5 separate regions of the Mus musculus genome follow, and all the other regions are linked to region 4. Evidence: chromatin contacts called from public Hi-C, HiChIP or PLAC-seq and promoter capture Hi-C data. All regions are on one chromosome and are shown on one strand. The core of a region is the stretch at or near the end of the contact, and the rest is flanking DNA. Distances in the headings are between cores, read along the strand shown. Region 1 has its middle 44 kb from the start of Gm52888. Region 2 has its middle 45 kb from the start of Sem1. Region 3 has its middle 6.1 kb from the start of Gm52888. Region 4 holds the start of Dlx5 (distal-less homeobox 5). Region 5 has its middle 25 kb from the start of Gm52888.

Evidence for each region. Promoter capture Hi-C pulls out the DNA fragments that hold promoters and counts their contacts. Hi-C and Micro-C count contacts between places; a contact is called where the count stands out from the background. HiChIP or PLAC-seq counts read pairs in DNA pulled down with a chosen protein or histone mark.
Region 1: a contact with region 4 is called in a Hi-C map of uterus, with 2.1 times the contacts expected there. The contact joins the enhancer-like site here to the promoter of Dlx5 in region 4. A contact is called at or near these places in 8 of 39 promoter capture datasets (the C10 cell line, cranial neural crest, embryonic stem cells and 5 more), 2 of 484 Hi-C or Micro-C datasets (epidermal suprabasal cells and uterus), 7 of 115 datasets of contacts at active chromatin or transcription factors (craniofacial prominence, embryonic forebrain, embryonic hindbrain and 4 more) and 1 of 9 other capture datasets (embryonic stem cells).
Region 2: a contact with region 4 is called in a promoter capture Hi-C map of embryonic stem cells, with 2.6 times the contacts expected there. The contact joins the enhancer-like site here to the promoter of Dlx5 in region 4. A contact is called at or near these places in 6 of 39 promoter capture datasets (the 3T3-L1 cell line, cranial neural crest, embryonic stem cells and 2 more), 1 of 15 datasets of contacts at CTCF or cohesin (pro-B cells), 5 of 115 datasets of contacts at active chromatin or transcription factors (embryonic forebrain, embryonic limb bud, embryonic midbrain and 2 more) and 1 of 9 other capture datasets (embryonic stem cells).
Region 3: a promoter capture Hi-C map of embryonic stem cells shows a contact between it and region 4, with 5 times the contacts expected there. The contact joins the enhancer-like site here to the promoter of Dlx5 in region 4. A contact is called at or near these places in 12 of 39 promoter capture datasets (the 3T3-L1 cell line, 3T3-L1-derived adipocytes, the HPC-7 cell line and 8 more), 2 of 15 datasets of contacts at CTCF or cohesin (large pre-B cells and pro-B cells), 6 of 115 datasets of contacts at active chromatin or transcription factors (craniofacial prominence, embryonic limb bud, embryonic stem cells and 3 more) and 1 of 9 other capture datasets (embryonic stem cells).
Region 5: an H3K4me3 HiChIP or PLAC-seq map of craniofacial prominence shows a contact between it and region 4, with 4 times the contacts expected there. The contact joins the enhancer-like site here to the promoter of Dlx5 in region 4. A contact is called at or near these places in 2 of 39 promoter capture datasets (frontonasal cranial neural crest and trophoblast stem cells), 1 of 15 datasets of contacts at CTCF or cohesin (large pre-B cells), 2 of 484 Hi-C or Micro-C datasets (bone marrow-derived macrophages and epidermal suprabasal cells), 5 of 115 datasets of contacts at active chromatin or transcription factors (craniofacial prominence, embryonic basal ganglia, embryonic forebrain and 2 more) and 1 of 9 other capture datasets (embryonic stem cells).

The regions. Positions count from the first base shown.
Region 1 is chr6:6,433,288-6,435,987 of GRCm38.p6, forward strand. No RefSeq gene overlaps it. Among named protein-coding and RNA genes, the nearest start is that of Gm52888, 44 kb to the left of the region's middle. Within about 2 kb of position 1,279, at least 8 of the 459 cell types and tissues checked have an H3K27ac peak or open chromatin away from gene starts, as enhancers often do. A contact at or near this core is called in uterus, where this site is marked.
Region 2 is chr6:6,622,500-6,625,199 of GRCm38.p6, forward strand. No RefSeq gene overlaps it. Among named protein-coding and RNA genes, the nearest start is that of Sem1, 45 kb to the left of the region's middle. Within about 2 kb of position 1,337, at least 9 of the 459 cell types and tissues checked have an H3K27ac peak or open chromatin away from gene starts, as enhancers often do.
Region 3 is chr6:6,382,816-6,385,515 of GRCm38.p6, forward strand. No RefSeq gene overlaps it. Among named protein-coding and RNA genes, the nearest start is that of Gm52888, 6.1 kb to the right of the region's middle. Within about 2 kb of position 1,351, at least 1 of the 459 cell types and tissues checked has an H3K27ac peak or open chromatin away from gene starts, as enhancers often do.
Region 4 is chr6:6,880,703-6,883,402 of GRCm38.p6, forward strand. It overlaps Dlx5 (distal-less homeobox 5), which reads right to left and starts at 1,366. Exons shown (of 3, transcript NM_010056.3): 1 at 830-1,366. The coding sequence starts at 1,184.
Region 5 is chr6:6,413,599-6,416,298 of GRCm38.p6, forward strand. No RefSeq gene overlaps it. Among named protein-coding and RNA genes, the nearest start is that of Gm52888, 25 kb to the left of the region's middle. Within about 2 kb of position 1,268, at least 27 of the 459 cell types and tissues checked have an H3K27ac peak or open chromatin away from gene starts, as enhancers often do. A contact at or near this core is called in craniofacial prominence and embryonic basal ganglia, where this site is marked.

The sequences.
Region 1 (2,700 bases), core at 29-2,528, 450 kb before region 4:
TTGCCCTCTTCAGATGGACACATTCGTGGGCTGTCAATTCATGTTTATGGTAATGTATTAACTATGATGTTGCAGCACACACTGGTGAAAATGAAGTAAGAACGAGCTTTTACTAGCTTGCTCACTTTGCTCTCCTATGTAACCCCAGATTGCCTGCCCGAGAGTTGGCACCACTCACAGTGGCGGGGCCTTCTCAAGCCAGTCATAGTCAAGAAAATATACCACAGACCTGCCAACAGGCCGATCAGATAGGGGCAGTTTTTCAATTCCTGTTTCCTTAACCACCCCCCCAAAAAAAAACATGCATCAAGTTGACAAAAACTTAAGCAACAAACATAGGAAAGCAAGTTTCTTCCTGTACTGAAGTGAGAGGGAAAGAATAAAGACAAGCATTGGTGTTCATTAAGTAACAGTGATTCTTTAATCCCAGCACTCAGGAAACAGAGGCAGGAAGAGGTCTGAGTTTGAGACCAGCCTGGTCTACAGAGGGAGTTCTAGGACAGCCAGGGCTACGCAGAGAAACCTTGTCTCAAAAACCAGACGAAACAACCACAAAGCAAATTAAATGTATATTAGATTTTGTATGTCCCAGTCACCCTTCCCTGCCCTCTCCAAGAGAACAGTCACCAAGATGAACACAGACTTACAGACATTTATTAAGGGAATACAAAGATTAAAAATAGTACGAATGGACAGGTAGGACCTTTGGAAGCACTCAGACCTGCCACAGGTGAAGCCAGGAAGGTCTCTGATCACAGCATATCCCTGGGAAAGTTTTGGCCACATTTTCCTGAAGTTCCTGAGCAGAGCGGATTGAATGCTTTTACCTCTGCTCTGCCCCATATACCCGAGACCTGTGACTGTATCATTATTTGGAAAAAAAGTCTCTGCATATTCAATCTAAGGTCTTAGGATCAAATAATTTTGGATCATCTACATGGGTTCTAAATCAAATGACATCTATCTTTGTACTAGGGAGCACACAAGCACACACATACACACACACACACAGGCAGAAGGAACATATGAAGACAATTATACAAATATAAATTAAGGATCAACAAAGACTGCTGGCAGGCACCAGCAAACTAGACAAAAAACATACACTTTTCCCTCAGAGACTTGGGATGAAGCCATGAATTTCAAGTTCACACTCTTGGTCTCAGAGTTGTGAGCATATTCGCCCATTGTTTCAACCCACCCTGTTTGTGGCCATATGCTTTGGCAGCCACAAGAACCAAGCTGAAAACGAGAAGCTGCATTTTTTTTGAGTCTTGTATCCCACAGGATGGGCCAACACCAAGCCTCTGCATCCTTCAGTCTCTCTCGAGGGAGCCTTGGCTTCTTTGTTACTTGACAGTGGTACCCGAAGGGGTCTGAGCAGATGATGCACTATGGCTGCCACACTGAGCCATCAGAGAAGCAGAGAGCAGAGAACAGGCTTTGCTGGTCAGAAGCTTGGTTGGTAAGTGATAGATGTCGCTCAGATGGGAAGATCAGCATAGAATATAATGAAGCAAAGTCACTAGTGTGTGAGCAGCATCAGGGAAATGCAAAACTATCTAAAGTTCTGCCTGAGATGAGTTTAATGAAACAAGGCTTCTTACATGAACTTGTGGTCCAGGCAGATCAGTGTCTAGGAAGGAGGATGGAGGAGAGACAGGCACAGAGCCCAGCACCAGCGGCAAACTTATGGGGGTGGAGACTTTGACCTAGTTGCTTCTTGAGGAATTGTCTACAAAGAATGAAATAAATCAAAGGAGGGAGTCAACAAGGAAGGCAGTGACTGTAAAGGAAAACCAACATAAATACTCAGCAGGCAGACTCAGAACTTCTTCCGAAGACCACAGAGTATTGTTTTAAAAATGCGTCTCTTGAGTAACCCCAGACCTGTGCTATGATTCACATGGCAAGACTCCAGGAACCCTGGTCTGCTGAGATGAAAAGATTTTACTAAGATTGAAAAAACAAACACAAAAACAAAAACAAACTGCTTCATTGCACAGATTTTTAAAAAGACATGTTATTTGTAGTTTGTAGACCTTCATGATACTATTCATTGACTAATATTGGCTTAAACTCTGGCTTAGATCCTTATCTGTTAAGGGAGATGATAAAATCTGTCAGTTTTGGAGAGGTTTAAGTGAGTCAGAACAGTTTATTCCCCATGTAAATTCTGATGTGTTATACCAGGTTTTATGGAGCTACACATTATATCTAAACTCGAGTCAAACAGCCTTAGGTACCCATAATCCCATCACTCAAACACACGTACTACTAGATTTTTAGTAAATAAATCCTTCTAGATTTTGCAATTCATATATACATATGCATGCTTCCCCAGACTGATTTTCTTATGTCCAAATAAATGAATTTTCCAAAAATATCTTTTTTCCAAAATAATGGGCTTTAGACATTTTTTTCCCAGATCACTTTTAATGGTCACTTATGGTAAATATTTCTAGAGCTGACTTTCATCTGGATTTTTTTCCCCTAGGAAGGGAAAGATAGACAGGGACCTTTAGACAGAGTCATATAACTGTTTGTAGTCAGTTAGTTCAAATGGAACTGAAGCTGAGCAGTGGCGAGTCTTCACAAACCCCTTCCCTATTACAATAGGATTCCACAAAAAGAATGAATCCATGAATTGAAATCAGGGTTGTTTTGGATACTTCATTAGTATAGACAATTTGTGCTGAA
Region 2 (2,700 bases), core at 87-2,586, 260 kb before region 4:
TATGGAAATGAGAGTGGTGTGTGAGATGGGGTGGCTTAGAAGGGCACCCTAGAAGTTCAGTAGCAAGGAAGGAAAGCTTGGTGGGGGGGGGGCGGCTCACTGCAGTCACTTCTGCTGTGTTATAAACCCAAACAATTAAGAGACCAGTAGATGACTTAACTGTTCCTTCCCACGCCACCCATTTGATATAACCTTCCATTGACCTGTTGCTAGAAAACAAAACAAGGCAAAATCCCCTCCATTCAAAGTTTTAGCATTCACAAGATGACTCTGCTTTGCTCTCTCATTGCTTCTTTCTTTTATTTTGTCTAATATAATGAAATACGCATTAAAATGCCTGGCATATGGCAAGCGTTAAGTAAATATTTGTTGAATGAATGAATGGTAGTGGGGAAGCCACAGGGCAATTATCCTTTCCTGAGGAGACCACACAGAAATGGAAGGAAAGCGAGACGGTGCTGCTAGAGTCAAAGTTAGAACCTCTATGTGTCTCAGCATTTTCTGAAAACCAGGAGATGAGAAATCCAGAAATGCTTCAGTGCTTATAGACTCCAGCGACTTGGACAAGTGCCTGCAAACAGCATATTCTATGAAAGGAAGAACTTTGGAAAAGAAAAATGCTGTTTTTTTTTCTCCTTTCCTAATCTCAGCTTTGCGATTCAAACTAAGCATATAGACTTGGCAGAGGTCCCCCACCCCCACCCCCGCACCCCACACCCTTACAACCTTCTTAGGATGGAAAGTTGAAAACTCAACAGTGTTTCGAGCCAATAGAGCGGTTTGCAGCATGGTGGGCAGATACATTAATCTGGGGGCTTACAGCTGTAAGTGACCTGTGGGTAAAACACGATGTCCTCTGGAAAGAGAGCTGAGAGGAACTATGTGCACAAAGTTCATAGATGGGCTTTGTAAAACACGTGCAAGGCTCTTCCAAGGATTCTCTTCTGGAAAGAGAGGCAAAACTCTTCTATGGAGACTGTCAGACCAAAGGGCGGTACGACTGGTCTCACAAAGGCTCATGACTGCAAAGAGCTGGCCACTTGCCAGCGTGACGATCATGCTGTAAGTTTGTGAGCAAGGATCACCAAGGAAAGAATCCTAGATTCTGCAAACATCCTACAGGCTTGTCAGTTGCTGCCTTCCAGAAGATGGTAGCCAGATGGACAAATAGCTTATTTGGGTCTGGGGAGAAGAAGATTGTGAGGACCGTTAAGGAGGAAGAAGCAGAGCAGGGAAAGCCTGCAGGCCCGAGATCTAAATTTGAGAGCTGGGAGGATAAAGGACTCCAGGAAGTAAATCTCCTCTGGAGCTGCTTTAAGATCAAGATAGAGGGCTAAGGAAAAGTCAGGCAAACAGCAGGGAGCTCCAGATCAATGACGACCAGGTAGGCACTCTGTAGGTCCTGGGGGTGGGGGTGGGGGGTGGGGGATTCTTAGCACCCTGCCAATCTCACTGAGTGGCTGGGCCGTTCTCAGAAAGACTGTTGCCCTAATCCAAAGTAGCATAGAGGATACTGAAAGCCCCTATGAAGAATTAGAGTCCCTGACTACCAATGTGAAGTGGGAGGGGGGGAGGGGATGGGGGAGGAAAAGGGAGGGGGAGGGGGAGAGGAGGGGAGGGGAGGGAAGAGAGGGAGGGAGGAGGAGAGAAGAGAAGAGCAGGGCATGCCAGCTCCCAGCCAAAATGAAATTCTCCTAAACTGCAATGTTAACTTACTCCTTTTTTTGTTTTATTTTATTTTTTATTCTTAAACAATTGACACTTCTTATGTGCGGAGTCAAGACACATGGCTCCTACTAGCTAGCGATAGATCAAAAATACTTTTTTTAAAAACTTACATCTGTAGTGAACATGCACAGACATTTTTCCTTGTTCTTTTCCCACTAAACAACATGATAGAACAACGACTCCATCACACAAAAACAATATCTGCCTCGCATTAGGTATAATAAGTAAACTATAGGTGCTTTAAACTGTATAAGAAGATGGCCCTAGCTGGGCGTGGTGCACGCCTTTAATCCCAGCACTTAGGCAGAGGCAGGGAGGCAGGGAGGCAGGGAGGCAGGGAGGCAGGGAGGCAGGGAGGCAGGGAGGCAGGGAGGCAGGGAGGCAGGGAGGCAGGGAGGCAGGGAGGCAGAGAGGCAGAGAGGCAGAGAGAGAGGCAGAGAGGCAGAGAGACAGAGTCAGGTGGATTTCTGAGTTTGAGGCCAGCCTGGTCTACAGAGTGAGTTCCAGAACAGCCAGGACTACACAGAGAAACCATGTCTAAAAAAGACAACAAAAAAAAGGTTGGCCCTAGATAGATGTGTTGCGCGCGCTCAACTGGCCAGGAAGAACGACGCTGCTACAGGATCCTTCTGCACACATTTATTCAGTCCTGTTTCTTCTTGTTTATATCTCCCTTGTTTATATCTCTCTTGTTTTTATATCTCCCCCTTGTTTTTATATCTCCCCCTTGTTTTTATATCTCCCCCTTGTTTTTATATCTCCCTTGTTTTTATATCTCCCCTGTTTTTATATCTCTTGTTTATATCTCCCTTGTTTATATCTCCCCACTAATAGTAATCCTCTCTTGAATAATAATCCTCCCTCTAGCCTGGGCCTCTCACTCTTTTATACTTTCAGTTCCCATCCACGCACAGCAGGCCACGCCACCTCACCAGGCATGCAGCTTCAGCTAATCAGGGCAGCAGGGGCATA
Region 3 (2,700 bases), core at 101-2,600, 500 kb before region 4:
GCAAGCTTGTTTTCTTGGTGGTGGTGGTGGCTAGCAAAACAGACTGCCTTTCAGGCATGTGCTTGCAAGGAAAGGGGGCACATAGGAAGAGGAGATCTTTTGATGGGCTTTGTAATCATCAGCCTGGCCTCTATCTGATGTGAACCGAAACCCGTTCCTATCCCACTTGTGCTGGTAAGAAGATCCCGTTAAGGAAGACTTTGATGCATTCCAAGGCGTGCAACTTTAGGAACCAGAAAGAAAATGTTATAATGATCTCATTGGAGGAAACCACAGCTGAAAGAGGAGTCCGAGGCGAATAGATGAAGTCAGAGGATGCTACAGATCTCTCATCATTCCAAATTCTTTTGTAGAACAGGTCTGGGTGTCGTGGCAAACCAATATCAAGTCTGATATTTCACTGTGTAAATGTGTGTGTGTGTGTGTGTGTGTGTGTGTGTGTGTGTGTGTGTGTGAGAGAGAGAGAGAGAGAGAGAGAGAGAGAGACGTCCTGTGGGTTACAGCTGAGGGCTCAGTCTTTTTACCTGTAGCATTAGGAACGAACCCCCGCCTGACCTATTTCATAGAGCTTCTGTGATAACCAGATGAGCCAAGAGCAGACTCTGCTCTGTGATGATAAAGTGCTATCCAAACAGGAAGGGCTATTCTCAAGGCTTTTATTCTCATCCAACAGCTGCTCTAACACTTGACTCCTTTGAGTTCACATCTGGAAATAATCCTCGTGTTCAAGACCAAGACACCTCAGTCATGTAGTTTACTATCTTGTCACCCCCAAAACAGGCTGAAATGGCCGTAAGTAAGGTAGAAGGTTCAGAAGGAAACTTGTCTGATGCCAAAGGTTAGGCGAGAACAAGGAATAAAATCTATACTGTAATTTTGACCTTGGATAGAAGCCAGAGGGTGCCATGTGTACATTTGTGAGAAGTCATTCGGCAGAAGCTTCAGGATTTTATTTGTCTGTGGCTAAGAAGGAGGCAGGGGCCAGGACGCTGGGTTCACCCATACCCTAACTCTCCTATTCCGGCTACTTGCCAATTTTGAGTTTGGCCAGCTTGATCTAGGGTGGAGGCTTGCTTCTCTCACCTACTGATTTTCCTCTGAGCCCCTTAATTCTCCAGGTTAGACCTTGCCAGGCAATGCTGAAGCTGGCCAATTTAATCTATCAACCAAACAATTGATTTTGCTGTAAAACCTCACAAAGCACAGGGAGGAACATGTCCCTTGGTTTAAAATTTTAAACTACTTTGAGTCCATGCTCACAGAGAGAGTCTCTGATTGTTTTCTAGGAGGGGTTACTGTCTCTTACTGAAAATTCCTTTTTCCAGCCCCAGTCAGACCTTGCAGAAAACACTCCTTCCAACTTCTCTCAGCTTAAACCTGGCACCAACATGTGGTCTGAGAAAGGATGAAGGCTGTTATTCAGGGCCTCTGGCATATCATGGTAAGATGAAAAATGCAAGTTTGCTACTTAAAGGGGGACCTGCCAGTCCAAGGTCACTATTCTATAGCAGACCGTGGTACAAGCCACACCACAAATGCCCATTCTGGGTATGGGACAAGTATCTGGTTAGTGTCTCCATTTAGGAGTACAGAGAACAGCATTTCCTCCAAGTACCAGATCAATCATTTAGGAGCAATTCATCTTCTGTAAAAACAATCTCGAGTTCACGACTAATAAGACCACAGCTGCCTCTTTATGGTTGAGTTCTCCACACACAATTCAGCACCACATTCTAGGTCAGGTCACAACTGCGTAACAGGCTTCAAGCTTGGCAGTTTCATGTTCTCCTATCTTTTTCTTGCCCAACCCACACCGAATTACATGCTGACCAAAACTTCCCCAGAGTCCCATGGAATGAAGATTTGGCTTCACATATTCAAATGTGTAGCCCCAAATGGAGGCCTATCTGGGCAGGCTAAGTTTTTCCATTTCACTGCTATTCGTTTCCCAGAATACTGTGCAGAATTCGGGCTGCATGTCTCCACCAATGGTCCAGAAACACAGATAGAAGAGTTTCAAGGAATGCATCCAGATGGCCCTTTGACTATAGAGTTACCCAAAACTCAAGAACAAAATGAGAGTCAGTTGTTTCCATCACCAACGTGAACTTTACAGAGTACAGAGGGGAAAGAGATCTTAGGGAAAGAGAAGAAAGAAATAAATAAAACGTGGTCTTTGTTTCCCCTCTTTTCAAAATCAATTTCACCAAATTGTTAATTATCCCTGAAAAGGATGTGGAGTGCAGTAAGAAGGAAGTGGATGTTAGCATTTCAGATATCCTGGCATGTGTCGTGTGCAGTGTCTGCGACATCCAAGATGACACAGACTGACATGTGGCCCCAGGCACATGCTCCACATTACCATTATATGTGCGTGACTGATCCACTCCCGGCACATAAATCCCTGACCTCTGGGTACTGAGGGATTAAAATATCAGTCACGGCATTCAGACGGTTGTCTTAGTATAGAGGGATATTAGTTTCTCTTGTTTGGCTTTCTCTGTCCTAGACTTTTGAGTTTGGTCTGATCAAACTCAATGCCTCTGTTACCTGGTGGGCTCTGATCTGAGGACCAGGTCATTGGAATTCACTGGTCATGCCTCTTGTGCCCCTTGGTGTTCATATTAGCACTCCACTTTGGGCTCATTGTTAGGACTGTACATATATACAGAACTGAATACAGCACCTTGTAGAAAATCA
Region 4 (2,700 bases), core at 116-2,615:
TAATGTGTCGGTGAGGGGAGATCAAAATCGACTAGTAAAATTTCTCCACTGAGACTTCACGCCTCTCATTTACCGCCCAAGCTCTCTACCCCACTGTAACGCTCTAAGGAAGTTTCACAGTGGACGGAAAGGGGAGTCTGTGGGGAAGAAGGAAGGCAGACAAATTCTAGGCACTTACGGAGAGAGCACTCGATGGAGTGTGTGTGTGTGTGTGGGGGGGGGTCCCTCTAACAGAGTGAACTCTCGGCAATCCTCCGCTATTTTAAATGACTTTTTGTATTTGGAAATACCTTGGATAAACCGCAAAGTTCCCTGTTCGCTTTTCTGTCAGGCTGCAGCCCTCCGGCCCCCAGGTCACCCGGTGTGCTGCCCGCACCCTCCATGAGAGGCCTCGGGGCGCTTCGCTGGCTAATCCAGACTAGATCTCACCAACTCAGCACGCTCACCCAGAATTCCAACTAACTTTCCTTTTATTACGCAAACACCACTAGGGCTGCTTGATTTCACCCACCCCCCGCCCCCCAAATCCCTTAGCCTCTTTGCAGCCAAGCTGGCTTTCTGGCTAGGCCAGCTAGGAATCCAGCTAAGGAGGGATCCTCGAGCAGCGCCAGAGGCAAAACACCCGATTAAACCTCTTCAAAAGTCCTCCACTGCCCCCCCCCCCATGCCGGTGTGAGGTGCTGTCCTGTTTGCAGTCCCAGGCCCCCACTCGCTTCTGCGAAGCACCCTTCTATGGGTGCGGACAGCGTGGCCCTCATCTACCACCCAACTTGGCGCCCGCGGGGTTACGGATGCCCTGGGTACCTGCCTCCCGCCCCCGCGCGCCTACCTGGCTGGCTGGTGGCACTCGGGACGCGGTTGTAGGCGCCGCCGTACTGGTGGTAGGGGCTGGCGTAGCCGTAGTCGGCATAAGCCTTGGCCGGGTAGCCGGCTGCGGAGCCGTTCACGCCGTGGTACTGGTACTGGTAGGGGTTGAGCGCTTTGCCATAAGAAGCAGAGGTAGGAGAGCAGTAGCCGTGCGGGGCGGCCCCCGCGGGACTGTAGTAGTCAGAATCGGTGGCCGAGGACTCGGGCAAAGTTGGCGATTCCTGAGACGGGTGGTGCATGGCGGCGGACGTCGGGAACGGAGCTTGGAAGTCGCCGGATCGGATGCTTGGGACTCTTCTGTCAAACACTCCTGTCATAGCTCCCGGGCGGTGGCTGTTCTTCTACTGCGGCGGCCGCTGCTGCCTGAATTGGCTGTGGAGCTGCTCTGGTCTAAGCAGACATGGCTGTGGGAGCGAGGGAGGAGGAGGAAGAGGAGGAGGCGGCGGCGGCGGCGGGGAGGAGGAGGAGGAGGAGGCTGGGAGTCGTGGAGGCTCTGTCTCCCGCAGGCTGACTGCTGGCTGAGGCGCAGCACAGCCTTGGTTAAATCCTTAATTGCGCGCTTACGCACAGCGGGGTGGATCGGGTTCCATTGGCCAGGGCTTCGGGAGCAGAGCAACACCCTAACTCGTCCAACTAGTTTTAGCACAACAAAGCATTGCTTAAAGAGAGAGAGAGAGAGAGAGAGAGAGAGAGAGAGAGAGAGAGAGAGAGAGAGAGAGAGAGAGAGGCGTACAAGGAGAGAGAGAGTGTGTGTGTGTGTGTGTGTGTGTGTGTGTGTGTGAGAGAGAGAGAGAGAGAGAGAGAGAGAGAGAGAGAGAGAGAGAGAGAGAGAGAATATGAGTTGTTCCCTGTTGGGGGAGGGAGGGTCTCAGTCGATCTCTTTTTAGTGAATAGCTTCGACAAACCAAGCAGTCCCAGGGCCTAGCTCCGTGCTGTTTGAAGACAACGTGTTCCAATCAGCAATCTCAAAAGTACAGTTTAGAGGATGCGGTTCTTGATGCTCTTTTCTTGCTCCACACCTACCAGTCCTCTCCCCCCTCCTCCGACGGAGACTGTAGGAGAGAGCACCGCTGTGGGACTGTGTGCAGAGGAGGAGCAGTGTTAGATGGCAGTGAGAACAAATGGAGAACAGCATTGTCTTAGTGGGATGATGGGAAGCAAGTTGCAACTAATTTATGTTGAAAATTTGTAAACTGGAAAACAGTTGGACACGCAGCAAGCGCTTTTGCAGAAGCCCCTGTTTCTCAGGACTCCACAGAGATGTCCAAGAATCTAGACGTCCCCAGTGGCAACTGAAGTCTTTACAGGGACTGCTGAAAATCAATGTCTTTCATTCCTGAATACCTTGCCACTGCCTGAACTCTCTTAGTTGGCTTTCCCAGAGAGCTGAGCAGCCTTTTGGTTTTTTGCTCAATATCCTCGACTACTTGGAAGCTTCTAGAATGGCTCTTGTCTCAGTTCAGGAGCCAGATTCCTGCAAACGTGAATTGATTTGGGTGTGTGACCTATAGTGTGCCTCCAGACCAAATGGAGTATGAAGACCGAAAAGTAGGCAAGGAACCAAGTCCGCTTGGGAGATGGGGTTTCGATCATGGACGACCCTCTCCTGGTTCCATTACCTACATCCACTCCAATCCCCCTCTCAATTCTTGAGTTTGGGTTCTGTAGCATCCCCCATTATTTCCTGCCTACTGAGCATCTTCGTTTATGTACAAAGGGAGCAGGGTTCAAGACTCATACACTGGCCACAGACCACCAGAAGAAGTTTATTTTGTCAACATGGGCTTTTCCTCTAGTTATGATTGAGTGAGGCCTTAGGAATGTGTTCTGATC
Region 5 (2,700 bases), core at 18-2,517, 470 kb before region 4:
CCCTTAGGCTCTCCTTGTTAATTACCAGTTTAACATTTGATTTACAAGAATTATAGCTGAAATGAGATTTGGGATCTAAATTGTTAAACTGGTTAATTCATCTGGCCTAACAACACTGAAGACATGCTTAAGTCTAACAAATTCTCTTCCTACATCTTTCAGAAATGACCACAGATGAGTGAGACAGGAGAATCTAATCCACTACATTCATGCCCATCCCTCCAACCAACTTGGACAATATGCAGTAGCTTTGCCAAACTTCTCTTACTTTGAGAAGACCTCACTTCAATTTTTTCTTAGCAAAGGCTACTAATCTTGAATTCTGAGGAGACCAATGAATCAGAAGCCTTTACAAAAGATAGGATTTTGTGGATACCTACTAATGTATCTGGGAGATTCAGAGATATAACTACAAGTTATAAACATGAAATACAGGGCCCTCATCTAGAATTGGATATATGTTCCTCACATTCTCAAAATTGATATAATAGGACTTTTGTTTATATAAATATTTTACTTACAAAGTAATATGACATGAAAAATATTCATAAAGTTTCCTGGCCTCTCTTACATGAAGAAAACACTATATTTTTAGTTCTCAACCTTGGATATTGAAAAATCAAGTACAAATCTCATAAATGTTTCTGCACTTATGTTTTATTTGACTAATTAACTGAAGAAGTGGAAAGTATTAGTTAATACGTAGCTTCACAACTCACAATGCCAATGTTCCACTAGGCAAAGCTGAAACATTCCAAAGACAGCTTGTCACCTGGACATTAAACAAGCTCTCTGAACTGGTTTCACAATGAAATTATTCTTTGTTGGGAAATAAATTTCATTACAATTTGTATATTTAAAAATATCAGATGAGACTGTAATAATGTAATGATTAGAACATGAGCTGTCACACTTTAGCTTAGTGGTGTCTAACCCTTTGGCTTCTCTGAGCTATTTTGGATGGAGAAGATTTATCTTTGACAACTAGCTCAAATGACCTTTGTAGGGTCATTACCTATACCTAGCTGGTCAGATACCAAAGAGTTCTTTATCACTGCTAGCGATATACCTACTATGAAGGAGAGTGAGTGTCCTCCGATAGTTGTACCTGGAAGGATTCATATGTATCATTTCAGAATCTACAGACTCTCTAGAGCACATTGTAGCTGAGGAGGCAGAAATGTGTTTAGACTGCAGGAACAGATGAAGTCTTCTTGGAACATCTGTTTCTTATTGAGACAGCAATTATTGGATAGCTGAGAAGGGAGCTAGGGAAGACATCCTGACTCACTGCTGCTTGAGTATTCCAGCTGACTGGTATATTCATGTGCAACTGGGAATGGATACTTCTTATATAATAAAATTTAACTTTTCCTTGAGAAGTTGAGAAGACATTGAGACATTTCTTGTTGGCAAAACACACCATTGAAAACTGTATAAACTAATGACAGTCTCTAACATGCGAATAGTAACTCATCCTAAGTCTTAGCTGAGTTCAGTTGCTCTGTGGAAGCTTCTGGGTGTAAATAAGTATTGTGGTCAGTTTAGAACCATGCCACTCATGGTGGCTAGGAAGAAAATAGTAGTGTCACATTGGGAAAGTGGCATATGTTTTCCTAGTAATTACATCTTCTGTATTTACTATTGAAGAAAAATGCAGGTGTGAGTTTTTGAACACTGGCCAAGGACAGTGTGCCTGGCTGGCAGCGGATCTCAAGTGAGTCATGTTTCACTGTCTGTCAGTTTTTATAACTGTTTTCACTACTAATTTAGATCTGTGATGCAGCATGCAATTAGCTCTATTGTGGAAGCAGCTGTCTTCATTTTTACAATGGTACTTTCCCGTTGGCTCTCGTTGGCTCTCGATGGCTTGTTGTGGTTCTGTCGATGTGATGAGGGCAGTTGTAAAGTGGGACCTAGATGAGCCACCATGGATCAGGATTTTCCCAGCACACAGGACTCGTACTTAATCACCACTACTCTAATGAGATATCTCACAGCTCTGTTGAGAGTGGAGAAGGAAGTTGCCCTTTGTATGACAAACCCAGTGGGGGCTGGTAAACAGCCACTGTACCTTCGTCCTGCAGTTGGTTATAAAGAAGTGACACATTAAAGACGAGTTAAGGTGGAGGGAGTATGTTAAGCAGTTGTAAAAGGTTCATTTTAAGACATAGTCCAGGTCCACTGGAATAAAAATTTGCATTTTAATAATACCCTCTGGCAGTTTGATGCATGTTAAGTGAAAGAAGCTCTATATTAGAACATTTCTGCTTGTTCCCTCTGAGCAAGCAACAGCTGGCGATGTCACAGAACCCAACGGCTACTTACTAGCTGTTAGTGGGAAGAACTGTAGTTTACCAAATTCAGAAAGAGCATTTGTCATGACCCAAAATACCTTTTACTGGCCATTTCCCTCTCTTAAAAAATACAAGCTTACTGAGCATAAGTATGCGGCTTGCTTTGTTCCTTATAGTGTCTACAGCAAGTTGAATAGCAGTTATTACACAGCAAAGAATGGAGAAATGTGTCCTGGGTTACTTGAGCAAATGGCCCAGTAATGAGAAGATCTAGTTCTGAAATCGCAGAGGTTGCCTCAGGCCTCAGTGTATCCATCCTCTGGGGGGCAGATCAGTGAGGAATTGCTGAGGCTGAATAGCAGCTTTGAGATGATGCAGAGTTCCAGATCGCAAACCTGGACTG